Linked DNA regions of Mus musculus: all the other regions are linked to region 1. The links are chromatin contacts, called in public Hi-C, HiChIP or PLAC-seq and promoter capture Hi-C maps. All regions are on one chromosome and are shown on one strand. The core of a region is the stretch at or near the end of the contact, and the rest is flanking DNA. Distances in the headings are between cores, read along the strand shown. Region 1 holds the start of Vipr1 (vasoactive intestinal peptide receptor 1). Region 2 holds the start of Cck (cholecystokinin). Region 3 overlaps Trak1 (trafficking protein, kinesin binding 1). Region 4 has its middle 14 kb from the start of Gm38661. Region 5 holds the start of Ccdc13 (coiled-coil domain containing 13). Region 6 holds the start of Higd1a (HIG1 domain family, member 1A). Region 7 holds the start of Hhatl (hedgehog acyltransferase-like).

What was found. Promoter capture Hi-C pulls out the DNA fragments that hold promoters and counts their contacts. A called contact is a pair of places that touch in the nucleus more often than the background predicts. HiChIP or PLAC-seq counts read pairs in DNA pulled down with a chosen protein or histone mark. Capture Hi-C pulls out chosen DNA fragments and counts their contacts.
Region 2: a contact with region 1 is called in an H3K4me3 HiChIP or PLAC-seq map of craniofacial prominence, with 4 times the contacts expected there. The contact joins the promoter of Cck here to the promoter of Vipr1 in region 1. A contact is called at or near these places in 16 of 39 promoter capture datasets (the 3T3-L1 cell line, the C10 cell line, the HPC-7 cell line and 9 more), 5 of 484 Hi-C or Micro-C datasets (bone marrow-derived macrophages, cerebral cortex, embryonic fibroblasts and 1 more), 18 of 115 datasets of contacts at active chromatin or transcription factors (bone marrow-derived macrophages, craniofacial prominence, embryonic basal ganglia and 10 more) and 5 of 9 other capture datasets (adipose tissue, embryonic stem cells, liver and 2 more).
Region 3: a promoter capture Hi-C map of hippocampal neurons shows a contact between it and region 1, with 2.0 times the contacts expected there. The contact joins the enhancer-like site here to the promoter of Vipr1 in region 1. A contact is called at or near these places in 3 of 39 promoter capture datasets (the 3T3-L1 cell line, frontonasal cranial neural crest and hippocampal neurons), 1 of 484 Hi-C or Micro-C datasets (forebrain), 5 of 115 datasets of contacts at active chromatin or transcription factors (embryonic forebrain, embryonic midbrain, forebrain and 2 more) and 4 of 9 other capture datasets (adipose tissue, liver, macrophages and 1 more).
Region 4: a contact with region 1 is called in an H3K4me3 HiChIP or PLAC-seq map of bone marrow-derived macrophages, with 5 times the contacts expected there. The contact joins the enhancer-like site here to the promoter of Vipr1 in region 1. A contact is called at or near these places in 12 of 39 promoter capture datasets (the C10 cell line, the HPC-7 cell line, HPC-7-derived erythroid cells and 7 more), 4 of 15 datasets of contacts at CTCF or cohesin (the NIH/3T3 cell line, embryonic stem cells, large pre-B cells and 1 more), 8 of 484 Hi-C or Micro-C datasets (bone marrow-derived macrophages, cerebral cortex, embryonic fibroblasts and 3 more), 21 of 115 datasets of contacts at active chromatin or transcription factors (VIP interneurons, bone marrow-derived macrophages, embryonic basal ganglia and 10 more) and 4 of 9 other capture datasets (adipose tissue, liver, macrophages and 1 more).
Region 5: a Hi-C map of double positive thymocytes shows a contact between it and region 1, with 1.8 times the contacts expected there. The contact joins the promoter of Ccdc13 here to the promoter of Vipr1 in region 1. A contact is called at or near these places in 1 of 15 datasets of contacts at CTCF or cohesin (large pre-B cells), 9 of 484 Hi-C or Micro-C datasets (CD4 T cells, CD8 T cells, cerebral cortex and 4 more), 4 of 115 datasets of contacts at active chromatin or transcription factors (embryonic stem cells, epiblast stem cells, memory CD8 T cells and 1 more) and 1 of 9 other capture datasets (adipose tissue).
Region 6: a contact with region 1 is called in a promoter capture Hi-C map of pancreatic islet. The contact joins the promoter of Higd1a here to the promoter of Vipr1 in region 1. A contact is called at or near these places in 4 of 484 Hi-C or Micro-C datasets (CD4 T cells, CD8 T cells and embryonic stem cells), 3 of 115 datasets of contacts at active chromatin or transcription factors (embryonic stem cells, epiblast stem cells and microglia) and 2 of 9 other capture datasets (adipose tissue and pancreatic islet).
Region 7: a promoter capture Hi-C map of liver shows a contact between it and region 1. The contact joins the promoter of Hhatl here to the promoter of Vipr1 in region 1. A contact is called at or near these places in 3 of 39 promoter capture datasets (liver, pre-B cells and stem cell-derived epiblast-like cells), 1 of 484 Hi-C or Micro-C datasets (embryonic stem cells), 1 of 115 datasets of contacts at active chromatin or transcription factors (embryonic stem cells) and 3 of 9 other capture datasets (adipose tissue, liver and pancreatic islet).

What each region holds. Positions count from the first base shown.
Region 1 is chr9:121,640,982-121,643,965 of GRCm38.p6, forward strand. Vipr1 (vasoactive intestinal peptide receptor 1) reads left to right here and starts at 1,735. Exons shown (of 13, transcript NM_011703.4): 1 at 1,735-1,945. The coding sequence starts at 1,868. It also overlaps a transcript of Lyzl4 not described here.
Region 2 is chr9:121,494,324-121,497,204 of GRCm38.p6, forward strand. Cck (cholecystokinin) reads right to left here and starts at 1,371. Exons shown (of 3, transcript NM_031161.4): 1 at 1,275-1,371; 2 at 1-209. The coding sequence starts at 207. The region is part of intron 1 of Gm38661 (a long non-coding RNA gene); the gene reads left to right.
Region 3 is chr9:121,391,236-121,394,244 of GRCm38.p6, forward strand. It overlaps Trak1 (trafficking protein, kinesin binding 1), which reads left to right. Exons shown (of 16, transcript NM_175114.3): 2 at 622-816. Among named protein-coding and RNA genes, the nearest start is that of Trak1, 26 kb to the left of the region's middle. Within about 2 kb of position 1,381, at least 8 of the 459 cell types and tissues checked have an H3K27ac peak or open chromatin away from gene starts, as enhancers often do. A contact at or near this core is called in hippocampal neurons, where this site is marked.
Region 4 is chr9:121,475,757-121,478,810 of GRCm38.p6, forward strand. No RefSeq gene overlaps it. Among named protein-coding and RNA genes, the nearest start is that of Gm38661, 14 kb to the right of the region's middle. Within about 2 kb of position 1,730, at least 24 of the 459 cell types and tissues checked have an H3K27ac peak or open chromatin away from gene starts, as enhancers often do. A contact at or near this core is called in bone marrow-derived macrophages, cerebral cortex, neural progenitor cells and 1 more, where this site is marked.
Region 5 is chr9:121,838,164-121,841,014 of GRCm38.p6, forward strand. It overlaps Ccdc13 (coiled-coil domain containing 13), which reads right to left and starts at 1,298. Exons shown (of 16, transcript NM_028384.1): 1 at 1,248-1,298.
Region 6 is chr9:121,856,282-121,859,374 of GRCm38.p6, forward strand. Higd1a (HIG1 domain family, member 1A) reads right to left here and starts at 1,515. Exons shown (of 4, transcript NM_019814.5): 1 at 1,231-1,515. It overlaps Gm47112 (predicted gene, 47112), which reads left to right and starts at 1,466. Exons shown (of 1, transcript NR_168944.1): 1 at 1,466-2,927.
Region 7 is chr9:121,791,090-121,793,974 of GRCm38.p6, forward strand. It overlaps Hhatl (hedgehog acyltransferase-like), which reads right to left and starts at 1,418. Exons shown (of 12, transcript NM_029095.2): 1 at 1,174-1,418. It also overlaps a transcript of Klhl40 not described here.

The DNA of each region.
Region 1 (2,984 bases), core at 485-2,984:
TCCATCCACCCCCACCCCCATGCCCAGATCTCTGTCCACAGAGAACACGGAAATGCTAACAGGACCATGAGGTGAAGCACCGTAGCATTTTGCTCAGGCTGGTCTGAAATCCACAGGAATCCTCCTCCCGAAGCATACAGAGCAGTGGGATCACAGGCACGTGCCACCCCGCCCCATATCAGCATTCTGCAGCTGCCTAGGTGACATATGGGGGTGGGCAGGGTTGAGAGCCAAAGCTCACATCTGGGACTTGAGCATACCACCTCAAGAGCTGGTAAGACCTCACTGCCCGGTTAAGAGGCCTAAGGCCTAAGAGGAGTGTGCCCATGGTCACAAGCGAGGCAAACCCCTATTCCTGCTCACAGTGACTCCCGAAATCCTAGCCCTGAAGCACTGAATGGCAACTACTAAACAGCTCCCTCTTCTGACACCCCATAACTGGAGAAAGGCCTGTGACAACTAGCCCATTCTCTATCCGGAAGCAGAAATTGCAGGGAGTGCCTCTTACCTCCTATGCCCTGGTGCGTAGTAGAGGCCTGGCTCAGGCTCAGGCTCAGGCTCAGGGGGAGAGAGAACAAGGGAAGTGCGGTAGACTAGGAAGGAGAGGAAGGAGGAAGGCCAGGGGTTTGCTTCCAGACTTTTCTGTAACCGACCTCAAGGCCACGCCCACAGCGTTAGTTTCCCACGTTGCAGGTTGGGAAGGCTGGAGAATCCTCGGGAAATTCCCGCGCTCCTGCTGGCCAGAAAGCGCCCGGAGAGCGACTTCCTTCAAATGGATCGCACACCCTACTTCGCGCAGGGACACGCGGCCCTCTGCAACTCCGCCCCTCCTCCCACCTTCTATCCCACCGCGCCATCAGCCCCCCACATCACCTTCTCACCATGATCACTCGAGCTCTTGGAAAGTCATCTGCACGGGTTCCCTAAGACGTAGCGCGAAGGGCTCTGAGTCGGTAACCCCGCGCCCCACGCTAGCACCGAATAATCCGAGCCCTAAAGACAAGCTTCGGAGGGAGAGCAGCCTCAGATCACCCGCTACCGGCCCGCCCGATCTTGGAGACACAGCGCGGGACACTGGCACCCTGATCCTAGTCCCTGGGGACTCCGGGAAGACCGGTCTGTGGGCAGCCTGGGCCCAAGAAAGGGTACAGGCTTTGGTCCCCGCGCGGGGGCGCTGGAACATTGACTTCTCGTCCCTCACGAGCTGCGCCGGCCAAGTCGTGTCCAGCTCTGAGTGCACCCTGCCCTGGGCGGCCAAGAGGAACCCCCAGTTGGGACTCCCCGACCCCGGCTGCGCCCCCTCGGCTTCTCCCTTGTCGCAGATGGTTCCAACAGCGTGATCCGCTGGACCCCATCGGAGGCCAGCCTTCAGCCCTGGAAAGCTGTGGCCCTTCTAGTCCAAGAATTTGGGCTGCAAGCCGACGTGGAAACCGGGGAGCCGGCAGCTAAACTCCCTGGAGCCGAAGACTGGAGGAGCTCACTGCCAGGGGCCGAGGGCGCAGCCGGGGTTGAGAGAGAAAGGTGCGGGCGCGGGGAACACTGGGCGGTGTTGAGCCCAGCGTCCCCGCATCGGAGAGCCGAGAGGATGCTCGCTAGCTAGCAGCTCCCGACGACGCGCACCTCTAGCGGGACTCTGTGCTCACGCCCCCGGGGGCCCCGGCTCCGCCCCCTACCTGCGCCGAGGTACCGCCTCCGCCGTGCCATTGGCTAACCCCGCCGCCCGTCAGACGAGCCCCCGCCGCCCTCCCCTAGCCTGGAGCTGTGCCTCATAGCGCCCGGGCCGCTGGCCCGCGCCACTCTCCCGCGCTGCGTTAGCCACAGACCCCGTAGGCGCTCTCGGCTGCCTGCCGCGGGCTCAGGGCGGACCATGCGCCCTCCGAGCCTACCGCCTGCCCGCTGGCTCTGCGTGCTGGCAGGAGCCCTCGCCTGCGCCCTCGGACCCGCGGTGAGTGTGTGCCCCTCCACCCAGATCCCACGGATGGGGGAACTGCGGGGGCAGCGTATCCGGGACCATCTGGCCATCGGGGGGCAGCAGGAGCGCGGTTCTCGTCTTCTCTCTTCTGTAGCCCAGAGGCGTGGGAGCTCGGTAGCGGCGGGTCCCTCTTAGCTCATCTTAGAGCGCTCACCGCGAAGTGATCCCAATCAGCGATGAAGAGGTTGGGGGCGAGAGGGAGCCCCAGACTTGCCTTGCGATGAGTGCCTGTGGGGGTACGTGGGGAGGAGAACTGTGGGTGGCACGATCGAGTGAGATGGGAGATCCTGTAGACTGTCGGGTGGGAAGGAGGCTGTGTCTGGAAGCCTCTCTGGGTATTTTGAGAACTTGTGCGATGAAGACAGCACAGCATCAGACCTTAGTGCCTGTACCCTGGGGAGGGGTCCTTGGGATCTGGTGAGAATTTCATTCTGTGCTCTTTATCCTCTAACTATAGGCTGATGGTGGGCAGGTAAAAGCATGTATTGGGAAAAGCAGGGGGGCTTGCTCTACCTTAGACCTCGGCTTCCTCCCACACAGACATGTGTGTGGGTGTGCTCCTGTGGCTGTGACAGACTCACCAGGGTCATGGGGCAGACACCTGGTCACCTCCTCTGAGACTAAGAAAGACCTCAAGACTCAGAGACCCCCTAAACCCATTTTACAGAAGGGCAAAATGAGGCCACAGGAGCCACACCTGTCCCTGCCAGCCACACTTGGACAGAGGTGATCTTCCCTTCCCTTGCTCTAGGTCTGTGGAGCTGTTGCTTCAAGATTGTCTTTTCCTTAGTGGATTCTGGTCTGGAACAAGTGGGCTGCCTGGAGGAAGTGGGGAATCTTGGTCGGTCACCTTAGTGCAGTCTATCCCGTGGTCCCTCCCTAATCACAACCTTTCCCAGGGCAGGGATCAGGACATGAATCTGTTTCCTCCTAGCTGGTGTCTGGCACACCCTGCTCTGGAAAATCTCACCACCCCCCCAACCCCTTCCGGAGAAGGTGCTGCTCTCTGAGA
Region 2 (2,881 bases), core at 121-2,620, 150 kb before region 1:
GACCTGCTGGATGTATCGCGCTAGCAGTGCGCCCAGGCGCGCTCGGGGCTCGCCGTCCGTCCGGAGCACAGCCCGCAGCTGCCTTCGGGGCGCCTCTTGCGCCCGCTGCTCCACGGGGTCCGTAGCTTCTGCAGGGACTACCGGCTGCGCCAGGGCGCCAGCAGCTAGGACTGCCATCACCACGCACAGACATACGCCGCTCTTCATGGCTATGGGAAGCAAAGGCGAGGAGAGTGAACCAAAGACTGGCCTCAGCGTGCTCCAGCCCAAAGTCCCGCACACAGAAGTCGGCTGAGGCTGAACATGGGGGCTGCAGCCGGGTCAGACTGGCTCAACCGTAGCCAAGCGAAGTTCCTAGATGCGCCCTGGCCACCGCGATAATTTCTGCCTGGCTTTTGTGTTATCCACACCTGGGACCTGGGAATCCCGCAGAGTCCCGATTTTTCTGCCCTGATCAGAAGCAGCGTTTCCTCTTGCTTTCCTGAAGTTCCAGGACGCCTTTGTAGCTCATCTCTCTTCTAACCAGAAAAGCAGAATGAAGCGTGTGTGTGTGTGTGTGTGTGTGTGTGTGTGTGTGTGTGTGTGTGAGAGAGAGAGAGAGAGAGAGAGAGAGAGAGAGAGAGAGAGTCAGAGAGACAGAGAGAGACACAGAAAGACAAACGGACAGACAAACACGGGGAGGATACTTCTGGAGAGAAATGTGAGAGATTAAATTTATTCACTACATTAAAAATGTCAGGACACTGGGAAACGCCGTTTTAAGTGTGGGCCCATAAAAAGAAGCTGTATTTATATAGATTCTTCTGCGTTTTACGGGAAGTCACTATACAAAGCAAAAGCCAGAAATCTGTGCCCAGTCCTCAGATGTGGCCAAAGCCCTGCTACACTTGAGAACTGAGCAGATGGGTGCTGTATCATAATGATGTGTTTTTATTCCCCAAAGCCTTAAAATTTTTTTAATGCAGCATTTAGAAAATGGGCATAAATCTTTAAACCTCTAGGTAGTTTCTTTTAAATGATTGCAAAGTGCTCCGAACAGCAGAGAAACCCTAAGAGTGGCTATTCCCAGCCTTGCTGTAAACAGAACATACAACAAGTCTCTCCGCAGCAGTACCCACCCAGATGCATTTTAAGGCTATTTCTGACTTCAGGAAATCTTTCTAGCTGTCAAGGGAGGGAAGGCACAGAAAAAGGAAAGACTAAACAGCAAGAGGTGCAAAGCTGCAGGCCAATATTCTTCACACTCAAGATTGTTGGATCAGCCAGCTACTTACCTTTGGATGGGGAAATCAGCTGGCTTGGCGAGTTCCAGCGGAGAAGGCTGCAGTCCAGCTAAGTTGAGGGCAGGCGGGAGGGTGACTGCTCTTAAATAGCTCCTCCCGGTTCGCAGCCAGTCATCTGTTTACCCAGTGCTGACGCAGTCCAGCAGGACACGTGCTCAGAGGCAGCCACTGGAGGGACCACCGATTGATGTGGCCCTCCGGAGAGAAGGGAAGCGTCCCAGTGAATGAGGATAGCCCCTCCCAGGGGGGCACTTTGCATGGGTCTTACTCTTTATCTAAAGAGCTTCCTTCCCACCTGTTCGGCGCCTGTGCAGAGTCCACCTCAGGGAGGGTGCCACCTCCACTCTCGGTGAAAAACAGGAGTTTATCTGCAATGGAGAAGCTGACCAAGTTCAGTGAGCTTTGGGGATCAAATCCTTCAAGGAAACTGGGGGACCCTCACAGGCTGGGTGTCAGCAGATGTAATCCTGGTGTGTTCTCTGGGACCACCTCAGACCTGAGTGGGCTCTCACAAGTAAGAGAGGGAAATCGGGCTCCCAATTTTTCAGAACTCAATTGCAGTTGGCATCCTGGATTCTATTCTTACACAATTGTAAGATCGGGTGCAGCTCCTGCCTTTCTGCGAAAAGCCTCTGGGAAAAAGATTTGTAATTTCTTTCCACGACGACTTCCCAGGGGCCTATCATCTACTGATGCTTTTGGTCGTGAAGTGGCGCCAGAGAGTGTCTCAGGCACTCCCAAGCTCTGGCTGGCTGAGCCATGCGGGCTGGGCTCGCACCTTCCCAAGAGCTCAGATCACCCTTTCCAGTCTAGTCCCTCTAAAGTTATGGGATTTCGCTGGGTGATGAGGATCTTGGCTGAGAAAAAGACTCTTACCAAGCAAGAAGGAGAGAGGGGGCTCTCTCTGCTGTAGTGCGCACAATCCTGCAACCCCCAGTTCTCACATAACAAAGTGATTATCTATGCCCAGGGTGCTAGAATTTGCTGAATCCCTCTAACCCCATTCCACAGAACACATACTGAGGAAGCCCCACAGCAACCTCCTTGCTGCTAGCTTGTAACTTGGGGTCACCACCAGCCAGGGCAACCATGCCCTCAACCCTGTCAAGCTAGGGTGAATGGAGAAAGGGTTAGAAACTCTTTCTAAATAGAAAAGGCACACAGTTTGGGGACTTCCGGCTGAGGGGGACTATGAGAAACAGCAAGTGATGCCAAGAGTTTAGGTTCATGGTTGTGGCTCTAGCGGTGTCTGCAACCTAGAGGCAACATGTTTTAAACAGCAACAGATTAAATGCTGTGGGGTGATTTCCCGCACAAGACAGCTCAGGTTGTGGGAATGTATCTGTGACAGATCGAGCATGTCCGGAATTGTGGATAAAGCAGCTGGGCACAAGGCTGTTCGATATGGTCAGAATCCACAGGCGCTGACTTCCCTGGGTCGGTGGCTGAGATATGGACGCTTAGCTGCCTCCTTCCCTCCATCGCTTGCCTCAAGATTTATGAACTGTGCCCAGCCCCTGAGGATGCGGTGTGACCAAGACTGGACAAAATAAATACCCACACAAATAAACACCTTTGGGAGCCGGGGGCCTGGAGCT
Region 3 (3,009 bases), core at 131-2,630, 250 kb before region 1:
AGCTAAAATCATCTGAGAGGATGATTAACCTCAATTAACGAAATGCCTCCATAGGATTGGGCTGTAGACAGGCCTGTAGAGTGTTTTCTCAATTAGTGATTATTTGGGAACGGGTTCATTGTGGGTGGGGCCAGCCCTGGGCTGGTGGTCCTGGGTTCTATAAGAAAGCAGGCTGAACAAGCCTGGGGAAGCAAGCCAGTAAACATCACCCTCCATGGCCTCTGCACCAGCTCCTGCCTTGCTTGAGTTCCTGCCTCACTGCTTTTGATGATAAACGGTTACATGGAACTGTGAATGAAATAAACACTTTCCTCCCAGCTTGCTTTTGGTTGTGACATTTCATCACAGCGGTAGGTACCCTAATGGAGACACCATACTTGGCTATACAGTGTTCTAAGATATATGTTTGGTACCTACCTGTGCCACTGTGCCCATCAGACAGCTCCCACCTCAGAAATTCTATGTTTTGAGAGTAGGATTCAAATTAGTAAAGACCCCTGATGGATATGTCCTTGCCTGGATTTTGCATGCTGCAGACGGGTGCAGAAGGGGTAGGCCTCAAGCTTAGCTCTCGGAAAGTGACAGCCATGGTAGGTTCTCACTCAGTCGTCTTCTCCCCAGACGTGTGCAACAGCACCAACCTTCCAGAAGTTGAGATCATTAGCCTGCTGGAGGAACAGCTGCCCCATTACAAGCTAAGAGCGGACACCATCTATGGTTACGACCACGATGACTGGCTGCATACGCCCCTCATCTCCCCAGATGCCAACATCGACCTCACAACTGAGCAGATCGAAGAGACGCTGAAATACTTCCGTAAGTAGCTGGCGCCATCTGTGGGCACAGCCGTGCGATGCCAAGTCCTGTGTTGTGGGCCCGCCATCTGTGGAGCGGCAGCCAAGAGGGATGTGATCTTGGGGGTTAGCCATGTTAGGGGTCTTCTTGGTCTGGATGAGTAGTGGGGACCAAGCATTTTCATTTGAAACATGCAGAATAACTTCAAATTATTCTCATGTCTCTTCTTTTCTGGTTTAAATAATGACTTGTATTTATTGTGTATTTTATATGTGTGTCTGCCTGCCTGTAAGTATGTGCATCCTGTTGGTTGTGAGCCACTGTGTGGGTGCTGGGAATTGAACCCACTTCTGTAAGAGCAACTAGTCTCTTAACTGCTGAACTTTCTCTCCAGCCCCATCATTTCCCTTATAAATCCCCATTGAGAGTGAATCTGTTTGCATTTAAAAAACAAAGATTGCAAGGAAATCTAGGCAGCTTCTGTCAGTGTAGACAGCAAAGCCTGACTGTGGAAGCTGGTTAAGCTGGAATTCCAGGAGCCAAATCCTTGCTGCAGTATGGAGTTATACCTCTAGGTGGCAGAGCTGCTTCCTGTCGGGTGAGCTTAAGCTTAGGCTTGGAGGCGACTCCAAGGCAGGGAGGGCGATCGAGAGTGCTGTGTGCTGTGTGCTGACGTGTACTGCTGACAGGAGAATGATTTAAACATTAATATTTACTGTTGCTTATGTTTACTCAAATGACAGTTGTTTTTCATTCCTTCTTCCTTTCTCCTTCTCTTTTATTCTTTCAATGCTAGGATTTGAACCCAGGGTCTTGTACATGTTAGGCGTTAGGCAGCTATTCTAACAGTTTGCAATGGACTCAGTCCTTAAAAGGATGCTTCTTAATTTTTTTTTTTTTGGACAGAGTCTCACTAGGTAGCTTGGAATTTTCTATGTAGTCTAGACTGGCTTCAGATTCATGCTGATCCTCCTGCCTCAGCCTCCCAAATGCTGAGATTACAGGAGGGGTACCACCACACCAGGCAGTACATGTTGCTTTATTTTTTTCCACAGTAAGACTGAGTCCAGAGGCTCCAACATGCTAGGCAAATGCTCTTCCCTTGAGTGGCCACCATCCCTGGAGTTCTGTTCTTTAGAAATTCACACGTTCTGGGTCTGGAGAGATGGTTGAGCAGTTAAGAGAGATTGCTGCTTTCCTAGGAGAGCTGAGTTCAGTTCCCAGCATCCACGCTGGGCAGCTCACATCCATCTGTAACTCCAGTGTTGGGGAATCTGATGCCACCTTCTGGCACTTATGGGCACTGCACTCACGCACGTGCCTAAGACCAGATGTACACATATATCCATACTTTTAAAAAACCTTAAGACAAAATTAATTTACTCTCTGTCAATACATATCCATGTATTTCTCATTTGCATATTCATGTCATTACAGTATCCCTTTTAAAGATATTCCTGCTTCTCTGACAGTAACAGAAGAAGGTTAGGGTTAGGGGTTAGTGGTTAGGGTTAGTGGTTAGTGGTTAGGGTTAGTGGTTAGTGGTTAGGGTTAGGGTTAGTGGTTAGGGTTAGTGGTTAGGGTTAGTGGTTAGGGTTAGTGGTTAGGGTTAGTGGTTAGGGTTAGTGGTTAGTGGTTAGTGGTTAGGGTTAGGGTTAGTGGTTAGGGTTAGGGTTAGGGTCACTGAGAACCAGCTTGTGGTACATTCTTGAACTTTCTGCAGTTAGAAACCAGTTCACTAGCATAAACCAGTCTTTCCAATTTCTGAGATCATTTATAATAAAACAAATTGCAGCTATAAGCTGGTGCTTTAGGGTGTGTGCGGGGCAATTCTCAGGTTCTCTGTATTAGATATGAGTAAGAAGGAATTCTGTTTGACCTGTTGAGTGTATCTTCCATAGGCTTCCCTGATAGCCTGTGTCAATAAGAACGAAAATAGAATAATCCAGGCCTAGAGTATCTGGCGTGCCTCATAGTGGATCAGAACTCCTTGGTGAGTCAGTTTTGTTTAGCCAGGGTGTCTGTACCAGCGAGGAGTGAGTGTGGGATTGTGCATGGAAAGCCAAGTCACTTACCACGTAGGTTTCGTATTTTTCTCTTGTGGATGTAAGTCCACAGTATACTTTGAAACAATCAGTTGTAAGAAAGTCTGTCATGCAACTTGTTCTTCTATTGGAGCCTCGCTGTTGTCTCTGCCGTGGGAGGCTCCTGGTT
Region 4 (3,054 bases), core at 480-2,979, 170 kb before region 1:
CCTCCACCCTTTTAATCTGTAAGGAGGGGGCGATAGCTCTACCACGTGAGAACAGAGAAAGCAGCTGGTGAGGGGCAGAGTGTGTTTTGAGTAGGGACAGCCAGTGAGGCAGCCCACTGGCAGGTAAAGGCGGTGAGAGAGAATTTACTTTTTCATTGCTGTGACCCAGTACCTGACAGGAAGCAGTTAAAGGTGAGGAGATACTGTTTTAGCTTGCAGCTCAAGAGAATACAATCTGTCTATCACAGTGGGCAAGGATGGGGGCAGGAGCATGGGAGACATCTGGTCACATTGCACTGCCAGACAGGGAGGGAGGCTGGGCCAGCAAACCGCAAGGCAAGGCCAGCCACATCGACCACTTCTTCCAGTGAGCCGTGGCATACTTAAGGCTCCTCCGAAACCGTTCCAAACAGCCAGGGACCGAGTGTTCAGACAGAGAGGAGAACAACCATAGAAGGGGTGGCAGGCCCTGGTGTCACCCTGGGTTCCTCTCTTCCTTCACATACTGATGCAAGAGGGGTTCACCCTCAGCATCCCAAGGTTGCGGAACAGGAAGTTCTCTGCTAAGCTACAACTTGCAGGGAAAGAAACTGTTTATGCTAAGTCGATGTGGCTTGTGGATGCTACAAGGGACCCTCTGAGTTAGGACCCCGCGTCTTATCTTAAAAACATTATTTTCTCAATTCTTTGAGAATGTCATACAATGTATCTTAATCCTATTCACTGGCAACTTCATAACTCCTCCCATATCCACTTCCCTCTCCCCACCCTCCCAAATTCACGCCTCACGCCCAGCTCAGGTTGTCCAACCCAAGGACAAGAGTCCCTAAAAAGGCCAGTAGGAGAATCAGGAAACAAAGATGTCAAGTTCTTGGCTTTGAACTATGAGGGAAGAAAAGGCTAAGTACACAGTTTGATGTGAAACCAGACCTGGAGAGGAAGCTTGCTGGACCATTGCTTACTTGCTTTCTCTCTCTCTCTCTCTCTCTCTCTCTCTCTCTCTCTCTCTCTCTCTCTCTTTCTCTCTCTCTCTCTCTCTCTCTCTTTCTTTCTTTCTTTTCATTTCTCTCCCAGTCCGGTGTAATCTTCACCCTACCGGCTCCTAGGTTCACTAGTCAATTACTATGTCAAGAACTGAGTGGTTGGAAGTTCTTGCAGCAGACAAGGAAAGGGAGGGGTTGGAGGTTCGCAATATTCATTATGCATTTGATTCCCCTTTTCTAGTGGTCTGAATTCCAGGTTATGGGAAAAGCCTGGAATGAGTCTTAGGAGCCAAGGACAGAGGATCCAGTTTTACAGGGGCTAGGAAGGAAGGCGTTACACAGCCCCACCCTAAGGCTCACTTCCACCACAGGGTTACGATTCCCTTGAGCAATGGGGAAGGAGAAATGGCAGCAGATGGGTCTCAGCAGAAAGGTGTCCAGCCGTACGTAGATGTGAGGACTCACTACCACGCACAGTCCGGGAGCAGGAAGGGAGGTGAATCCAGGAGCCTTGTGGATGGGACCAAAGAGAATAGCAGAAGCCTCCCCTTCAGGTCTAGCAGTACTGCATTCAGAGCTTGATACCATCTTGGAGAAGGCAGACAGAGGGAGGCATCAATATGAATTCCCCGAAGCGTATAAAGGGGGTTGAAGAAGAAAATGATGCGTGAGCTCCTGGTTCGATCATAGCCCAAGAGGAGTTTGTTTTCACGGCCAGTAGAGGGCGCTCAGAGATAAAAGAAGGCCTGTTGGCACTGGGCCCTGGATAAGCGATCGCCAGATGGGACTTTTGCTCGCCCCTGAAAAGCAGTTGAGTGCTGGTTTCTGTCTCACTCTTAACCCCACTCGGGCCATCACTTGCAACGGGGCTTTGCTTGGGGTTAAGGTTGGGAAAAACGCCCAGGGAGCAGGCCTGGCTTCTCAGGGGCCTCTCTAGCGGGGGATTGGCTCTCCCTCTTAGAAGCTCCATGCACCCACTTAGCGGCTGCCTCAGACTGCTCTGAGGATCCAGACAGGCTTGAGTGGAGGTTGTGAGGGGGCAGCAGACGTGGTCATGAATGCAGGGAACTGAGTCCCTGTGCTTGGGGCATCAGGAAGTCATGGGGCTAGAGAGGCACAGCAATGAAGAATAGCAAAACTCAGCATCCAATGGGAGAGGAAACACTTCACACACACATACACACACACACACACACACACACACACACACACACACACACACACACACTCGATACCACACCTTGACCATCCAGAAAGCATCTTAGGGATAATTATGAAAATGTTATGTGTTATTAAGATGTTCCTTCAGATGGGCTTGGACATAGGCCCATCTAATGTCAGCTTTATTAATTGTCAACTTGACACAACTTAGAATCACCTGGGAAGAGAGTCTCATTAAGGGATTGTCTACATTTGGGTTGGCCTTTGGGAGTGTGCATGTGCGTGTGTGTGTGTGTGTGTGTGTGTGTGTGTGTGTGTGTGTGTTCATGAGTGTGAGTGCATGTGTATCTTAATTAAGGTAGTCAATATAGCATGATCCAACTCACTGTGGGCAGCAGCGTTCCCTAAGCAGGGGTCCTGAAATGATTAAGAGTGGAGAGGATAAGCCAGGAGTGCAGGTGCTGGTCTGCCTTATCTACCTCAGCTAGGCTTCATTAAGGCCGGATGGTTTTACGGACAACTCATGCCAGGCTTGCTGGCTCTCTAGACACTACAACAGGCCTTCCTGTTTCTGTGTTCTATGTTCACCTTACTCTGCTAACAAACACCTTTGCCCTCTCTTACAGCGAAAACAGAGACACTGCACAGGAGAGCTCCCTGCTTCCTGTGTCCAGACTCACAGACTCACAAGCTTGCTGTCAGCTGTCTTTGATTTTTTTTGGTTTTGTTTTTCATGAAGGAAGCAGGTTCTCCTTCAAGATTCTGACCCATTTCTGCATAAATTCTGAGGGTCTCCTCCTCCCCCCTCTCTTGGGACCCACCTTATTTCAACCACTGTGCCTTGATTTCCCTGCCCTTTAAAAGATTCTTTATGAAGCATTCAACGTTAATGTAAGAGTAAGACAACAAA
Region 5 (2,851 bases), core at 48-2,547, 200 kb after region 1:
AGAACACCATCTCCCTGCCCAGGTCATTCACCTTTGCTCCTGACCTGTAGCACACGTTACATACCAACTGTGCTTCCTCCCACTAGTACGTACACTACCAGAGGACACACACTTTAACTTTATTTTTAGCTGTTTGAGACAGGGTCCTGCAAGGGCTGGCCGGATGACCTGGCACTTGCTGTGTAGACCAGGCTTGCCTCAAACTCTTGGCAATGCTCCTGTGTTGGTCTCTCAAATGCTGGCTATGTACCAACACGCCTACCAGGATCATTATTTTCATCCACTTTGTTCATGGCCATGCTACAACAGGACACAGTAGGTGCTTAATGAATATTTATAAAAAAAACATGAAAGAATTTGGCCTTTTTTTTAGACAACTATACTTTGTAACCAACAAACTACCTTAAAACCACAGATAACCCTAATTGCTTACAACTTTTGTTTTCTCTTTAAGACAAGATGTTGGTATGCAGTCCCGTCCTGCTTCAAATGTGAGTATGATTACCAATTTGGGACCAGCATGGGTCTTCTAGTGAGTTTTAAGGCCATCCCAGGCTACAGAGTGAAACCCTACTCAAAAGACCAAGGAAGAGAAAAGCTGTGCGCAGGACGGTGGATGGGGCCTTGAGCACCCATCACTTCTCACCAGCCTGCCACTTTCTAGCTCACCCACGCAGCCCATCCCACCTCCCCATCCTGTATGTTTTTACAAGCCAGAATGAGGGTCAAGTCAGGGCAGCAGCCACGTGCTGAGTGGCAGCTGCAGAAGACCTGCTTTCTAGTCATGCCCACGCAGGTCGCTGGGTCGTTCCTCTGCCTCACGAACCCTCCTCGCGCGGAAAACACGAGTCTGCCCAGGGAGGGGTGGGAACAGCCCGGCCCCAAGGAGAGGCCATTCGCAGGGTCTATGGTTTGGTTTCCCAGTCTTGGCTTCTCGCTGCTCGGCCCCCAGTTCGATCCCCCTCTCCCGGCTCCACTCTAGGCTTCCGATTCGGTTCCTCACTCTCGCCACGGTTCCGGTCCCCACTTGGCCCCTTGTTTGGTTTCCCGCTCTGTCCCTGGCTCGGTCCTCGCTCGGCTCCCGGTTCGGTTCCCCGCTCTCGGCTCCACTCTTGGTTCCTAGTTCGGTTTCCCGCTCCGCTCGGCTCCCGGTTCAGTTTCCCCGCTCAGCCCCCGGTTCTTTTTCCTGATCCGCTCCGGTTCGATCCTCGCTTGACTCCCGCTCTACTCAGCCTTCCTCCACTTACCGCGGCTGCGCTTCGGGGTCTGTCTTAAGGGCCGCGGGCACTTCCTCCGCCCTTCCCGACGCCGGCATGTGCTGCCTTGGCAACCGTCACCAGGGAAACCAGCACGGTCGCGCGCGTCTACGGGGGCCGAGAGAGCCTCTAAAGGTCTGAGCTGAGCGTGCTGAGGGGTCCGGGAAGACCCACAGAACTGCACACACCAGCTGGACATGAGAATGCAAAGTGCCTACGAAGCCTCCACTCTTCCGGAGTGTATTTTATTTAAGGATTTGGGGGGTCTGTTTGTTTTTGTTTTTAAAGGTAGGGTATCATACAGTCCAGACTGGCCTCAAACTCGCTCTGTAGCCATGCATGACCTTGAACTTCTCATCCTCCTGTCCTTATTGAATGCTGGATGACACAGGCTGCACCACCGTGCACAACCGACCTCCAGTGTCTTTGAAAAAGTAGGATGCATATCCTACTGGCCTCCAAGGGTTTTGGAAAGTGGACGGTTTTTATGAAATGTAACATAGTTAACCATATTATCTTTGGAAATACAAAACAAGGCGGGAAGAATGTTGGGTTATGATTGTGATTGGAGTAGGCCAAAATTAATAATGCTAAAACCAAAACCAAACCAAAACAAAACGCTTCCTCCTTTTCAAACAGCGCACAGAACTAAAAGAGGAATGTTGAAAGCGTTTATGGGTCACATCGCAGGATGACAAGACACATCCCTCGCCAGTCAGTCTAGTCCAGTCCAGGAGCTGATTCAAGTTCACCCCAAAACCCTTTTTCAAAAAACAAAAGGTGGAGAGCAGTTGAGGACAAATAATGAAGACAACCTCTGTCTATCCCATGCACATGTGCACCGACACAAACAATTGCACACACCCATACTAAGAAAACCTAGACGTGAAACAACACACAGGCAATTATATCAGTATGGTAGGATTTTAGGTCTTCTTATTTATGAATTTATTTATTTATTTGCATTTTAGAAGATTTTAAAAAACAGTGTGTGTGTGTGTGTGTGTGTGTTTAAGAAAATACTTAAAAAAAAAATCTCCCAGTTTGACATTGCTGTATTTCAGGGACTTGAAGGGAGGCAAACACATAGGAAAAATGAGCTGAGGGAGGCCAGATGCTCTCACTAGCCTTTATAATGTGAAAGTCTCCAGCTATGTTAAACCTGTTTTTCTGCTTCCCATTTACTTAACGTGAGTAGTACATCACTACTTGTGAAGAAGATACAGGGCTGGATACCCACAGCCCTGCATCCACCTGCCCACCCCCTCGCAGTACAGTACAGTGTGTCCAGGTGCACAGCATCTCCTTCATAAAGCTTCTCTCTCTCTAACTCTCTCTCCTTCTTTCTCTCTCTCTCTCTTTGTGTGTGTGTGTGTGTGTGTGCCCATGGAGGCCAGAAGAAGGCATTGGGTCCCCTAGGGTTGGAGTCTGTGATGGTTTGAATATGCTTGGTCCAGGGAGTGGCACTATTAGGGGGTGCAGCCTTGTTGGAATAGGTGTGTCACTGTGGGTGTGGGCTTTAAGACCCTCATCCTAGCTGCTCAGAAGTCATTATTCTGCATGCAGCCTGAGGATGAAGATGTAGAACTCTTAGT
Region 6 (3,093 bases), core at 265-2,764, 220 kb after region 1:
ATATAAAAATTCATACTGTCTTTGAACTGTAAAAACTGTGTACATTACACCTATAGTTAAATGGGCTATTCTCTCTTCAGTTAAATTATCTAACAATTTCAATTCCAAGTTAAAAAGATTTTTTCCCACTAGATTTTTTTTTATTATCTCACTCACCCAATGACTGACCTATATCTGTCAGAAAGTAGAACATATTTTTATTTTTAAGTCAGCAATAACCAGATATTCAAACTTAGTTTGCTGAGCACATTATTCTGTAAGGCCAGGCATAACTACTGACACACTTTTCCAAAGGCATGGCAACCTAGAAGAGGTAAATAAGAAAATGGTTGGGCATCAGGTGATATAACAGCTGAAGACTCTTCCCAGCATGTCCCTTTGGTCCTAAGAACTATTACCTAAAATAGTAAATTTTAAATTCTGATTTTGCCTAAGTTACCTGTCAGCTTGTGCAAAATGGCTTCTCTGAGATTGTGATTCAAACGGCCAGGGGCACAACACTAGGATTTGTATCTTAAGAAGCCCTTTCAAGTTATACTGTGCAGAGAAGACCTTCTAGCACATTCCAGGAGCACCGAGAACCTTTTGAACCTGTCAAGAATTTGCATCCAAACTGTCAATTTGCAGGGGGCCTCAGTAGTCCGGGAAGCAGATTCCCGGGTAGGGATCACCCCCTCAAAGAGAGGACTGCTTTCCACCCCAGGAATAAACGAGGGAAGCAGAGAACAGAATCGAGTCACCCGGACGGCTGGCACACCTGAACCTTAGTCGTGCTTTTGTGATCTCTGCACCCCGTTCCCTTGTCAGGGGCATTCGCATTCCGCCACAGCCTTCCCTCCTCCATCCGGTGACACAGGGTCACGTAAGGTCTGCGCAAACCCCGGGTGGCGCCCGGGAAGGCCAGGCCGAGGTGCCCGAGCGCTGCGCCCTGCCTCACCTCCCACCTTCTTGTGACCTTGTCCAGACTCCTAGACCCGTGCGATCGCGCTCCCTCTCCCTCTCCTCCCACTGCTCCCGGGATCCCCGAAGCTGGCACCAGCCCGGTCCCCGTTTGCCATCGTTGCCTCCTCCGCGACTCTCGTTCCCTCGGCCACGATCCGCTCCAGAAGCTCCGGCCTCCTTCCTCCGGCTCCACATGCACTGGCCGACGGGGACCCCAAGTCCTCCGCCCACCCGAGGGACCCCCCGCCCCGCAGCCCTCGCCTCCCGCCCGGCTCCCGCTTCACTCACCGAGACGCGGGGTCCCTTCCAGTCCTGCCGGTTTCTGGCCGCCACCCGAGTGCGAGAACACCGGCTTCGCCTGCTGCGGCCACTGCTCGCCCCAGCCAATCAGAAGCCAGCAGCCGGCGAGGCCGGGCCAGAGACTCCCTTTACGTGCGAGGGGCGGTGGGCGTGGTCACTTGTAGCGCGGCGCCCATTGGCTGGGGGGCCGGCCCGGTTCGTGGCGGCGCGCGCTGTTCGTGTCAGACGTGAGGCCTGGGCGGCAGTGCTGGCGCGGTGCCGCCTGGCGGCCGCTGCCTCCCAACCCCAATTGCCTCGAGGTTCTCGCGACCGGTTCGCTGGGCTCCGCGAACGCCACGCACGCAGGCTAGACCGGCTTAGGTGAGCCGAGCGGCCCGCCCGAGCGGGAGCATGCGCCGTCGGGGCGCCTTTGGGTCCCTCCCCGGAGCTGGTGGTGGCCGGAGAGCAGTGACCTCACACATGCCTGGGGAGGAGTCTGATGGGGCAGGCAGCTTCCGGGGCGGGGCTTCGTGTGGGCTCCGGGGATGGCAGACACCGACAGCCCCACTATGGGACGTGTCTGTCCAAGACTCTCAGCGTAGCAGAACATGGCGGCCTCTGAGAGAGGTAGGCTACTGGTAGGTACTCAACTTTGAGTGACTTCAGGGAGAGGAACAATTGTCTCCTCACCCCGAATAGAGCACCAACCACGGACAAGAGAAAGGATTCCGTCTTGTCTACCCTGCCCACCCCTTGCCCCGCCAGAGGCAGCTCTGCAGAGGGCTTCTTCCCCCTTTGTGCACCGATTATATAAACTGGCAAGAGGAACCACAGTGAATCGGCTAACTTTCTAACTTCCCCATACCTCAATGTTTCTTTTCTTTGTAAACTAATTTTATTACATTTACTTGTGTGAACATTTGCTGAGGTCAGAGGACAACCTTCACCAGTCACCTCCTAATGTCTGGACCCTGGGGCTAGAACTCTGATTGTGGGATTTGGTGGCCTTTACCCAGTGAACCATCTTGTTGGGCCCTCAATACGTTTCTTGAATTTCCTGAAGGCTGGTGTAGTCTTATGAGCCACCTTCCAATAACTACATAACAGGTGTCATGACTGAATATTAAAATTTTGTATTACCATTTTATTTATTGTGGGGAGGGGCACATGTGCTATGGCAAATGTGTGGAGAGCAGAGGACAACATGAAGGGACCTGTTGTTTCCTTTGCCCACAGGTTCCAAGGATCAAACACAGGTTAAAAATTATTTGAGTTAAGTCATATGTAGGAAACATTCCATGTTATACATGATAAAACTCTATGCCTGTGGCTGGAGAGTTGTCCCAGTGATTTAAAGGCACTTGTTACTCTTCTTACAAGAGGATCCAGGTTCAGTTCCTGACACTCAACGTGAGGCTCCCAACCATCCCAACTCAGTGGAACTCAAACCCTCTTTTGACTGCTTCAGGCACCAGGCATGTATATATGATGCACATACATGTATACATGCAGGCAAGATACACATATTTTTAAAATAAAACTTTTATGGTGGTGCACACCTTTAATCCTAGTATTTAGGAGGGAGGCAGGTGGATCTCAGAGTTCAAGTCCTTCCTTGTCTACAGTACAAGTTCCAGGACAGCCAGGACTACACAGAGAAGCCCTGGTTCAAAGAACAAAAATGAAATAAAGCTTTCCATACCTTGGATATGTGGCAGCTTTGTGTCTTTGAAAGTATGTTCTTTGTATGGGTGTGCTAAACACAGCTTTGCTGAGCAGGAGTCAGTGGTGGTAAACGAAGAAAGACCTGACTAGAGAAAGCATGTTCCATAGGAGATCGGCAGTGCCCTGCTCTGAGTTTCTGCTGAGGCT
Region 7 (2,885 bases), core at 168-2,667, 150 kb after region 1:
TCTCCCGTCTCACAGTGAGCCTCTCTTAACCTCAGCAAAGCCCTGCCCACGAGGTCCCCTGAGATCCCGTGAACTCCTCTAGCACTAACTTCCCAGACTCGCTCAACTCCGGGCTCTGCTGACTCCATTCCTCCGCCAAGCCGTGAGTCTGTTTTATCTCAGGTCCCTGCCTGTGTTCACCCACTGTCCCCCTTGAAGTGCTGTGTAGTCTAAGCTCTTGCTGCAGGCTGGATGTTGGGCTCTTTGAGGCCCCAGAGTGGCCAGAGCTGGACCAGGCAGGGCCAGGCAGCAACTGGGAGGGTGCTGGCTGCTGTCCAAGGTGCTGACTGGTATCAAGTCCAGGATGTGTCTGGTCACTCCCTCTGGCTACCCTGCTGGGCCATCCCTGGGGTCTGGGCCAGTACCTAAGCCCCTCCCACCCTCTTCAGCCTGGCCGCCAGTCTTCCAGTGGTTGCTTAGGTCCAGACCTGGAACCGAGGGAAAGGGGAACACGGTGCAGTGCCCTTTTGGAGATGGGTAGGGTCACCCCATCTCTCCCAACCCAAGATCTCCCAGTTGCAGATCTGTCTCCTCCAGCCCTGTAGTTGGGGCTCTGGGAGGCCGCTCCTTGCTACACTGACAGAGAGGTGTGGGTCACAAAGGGTCAGGGACCCGGGAGGCCATCCAGTGAGCTTCTCTGAAGGGCAGGTGCTCCTGGTGAGTCCCGGCTCAGACCAGACCACGCTGGCCCTGCTCGCTCCCGGCCTGGCCCTCCTGAGCAGCCTCTGCACTGTGGCTGGAGGGCTGAGACACCTCTTCATCGGCAGGGTGGGGGAGGGAAGCACAGGATCAGGTTAGTGGAGCAGGAGAGTGAAACCGGAGCGGATGAAGAGCGCACAAAATAGCTGTGTCAGCTGCCTCCCACTCGCCACTTTCCAATTTTAGCTCCCCATGGCCGGTGGGGAGTGTCCCCAAAGAGGCCTCAGCAAGGGGTTGGCCCCCAGCCTGGGGCCCCTCCTGATGGACCCCTGGACCTGTGCTGACTGTGGACCTGGGCGCCCTTTGCCCAGCACTTGGCTCAGGTGCACCTGGAGTGAAGCCCACCTTGGGGCTCGTGGTCTGGGATGAGGGTTCTGAGCTGAGTCCCACAGACCTCAAAGGCTCCAAAGGGCTGCACACCCAACTTGCACTGACCTTGAAGAGGCTGCGAGGAACCCTGGCGCGCTGCCCACCTCAGGGCTCCGGGGTCTTGAGTCCGACCGTGAGTCTGTCCGGCTGGCTGAGCTGTGGGGCTTCGATGGGGTGTGTCCAGCTCTGGGGTCCCCACCCCCTGGAGGCTAGAGCGGTGAGTGGTGACAGCCGGAGGTGGGGGGGGGGGGAGGAGGTGGCCTTCCTGGAGTGGAGCAGACCGTTTGTGGAGCAGAGCCGAGTGCTGCAGTGCACTTGGCCACAGGGAGCTGCGGGGAGTGGCAGGGAGGATGTGGGGGTGATGAGAGGGAGAGGAGGTTTCTGGGGACACAGGCTCAGGCAGGGGCACCTGGGCCTCACTTGACCTCCCTCTCCTCAGCCCTGGAAAGCCTGTGCTTCTCTTTGTGCGGTGCCAGGATCTCTTCTTCCAGGAAGGCCTCCAGGCAATCTCTGCAGAACTCTGGTCAGCCCTGCTCCCACTGCCTGGGCACCCATATACTGTATGTGCAGGCTTGCACACCTGGGTTCTGTGAACTCCAGCCACAGCCTTTACCTGTGACCCCTCAAGGGTGCCCAGGGCAGGTCTACCTAGTTCCCACCCTGCGCCTCCATCCTGACAAGAGCCTGGGCTAGACAGGCACGGGTGTTAGGGCAGGGCTAGCATTTCTGGTAGAATTGGTACTGGCAAGGACCATGGTGCTGGAGGCTCCAGGGGTGACATCAGGGTCACCTGGAATGGATGGTGTCCTCTTAGTGGCAGGCAAGAAGCCCTCATGTGAAATCCGTAAGCACCTGAGGCCCGCTGGGCAGGGCCCGGGAGATCTCCACTCTTGAGTCTTCCTCTGGGGTGAGATCCCCACAGTAGAGGGGTCAGGATGTGTGGCTGCTCTCACGTGCGAGGGCTCAAGGAAAGGCCCTGGGACCTCCCATATAAGCTCACTTGAGGATGGACAGGGCAGAAGGTATGCCTCTACCCAGGAGGGTCCTGTAAAAACCCTGGGAAGTTAGGCCATGAGCTTCCTCCCAGGAATGCAGACACGTGGGCCCAGAGGACACAGCTGAGAGGGCACTACACATACTCTCCTGAGTGACTGAGAAGCCATGATGCTGGCCTCCGACCCTGAACAGGGTTGGGCAGGGGTTTGCAGTGGAGGGGCTGTCTGCTGCTGTGACTGGGATCCGGATGCTAGAGGAGGCTGGGATCAAAGGATGAGGGGAGGTTAAGCAAGGTTCTGGCTTTCTGGGCAGGTGTGGTTGACACCAGAGCAGTGTGTTGAGGCACAACTAGTAGCTATCATGGATAGTAAATAATAATAGCCAGGACGTGGGAAGAGTAACTCTCTTTAATGTCCCCACAGTCCACAAGGACTGTCTCCAGTTGGTAGAAAGAAAACTGAGGCCTAAGGTGAAATAGTCAAGGTCAAATCCAGTAGCCTCTGGGAGGGACTGCCCCACAGGGGGAGACCTCAGTCTATCCACAGCAGAGCAGGTGAGGCCCCGTGAGCAGGCCACGCACTTGGTGTGCTGTGTAGCAGTGTCCTCTGAGATGAGACATTTTATCCTCAGGGAAGGAAGCTCCTCATGACTAAGGAAGTAGACAACTCAGAAGCTTCAGCAAGTCCCCGAAACTGACCAGATACACTAGACCCCACCCTTCCCAATTTAACTGTAAGGGCTGCTGAGACGCCCTGTAAGGGCACCAAGACACCTGGAAGGGA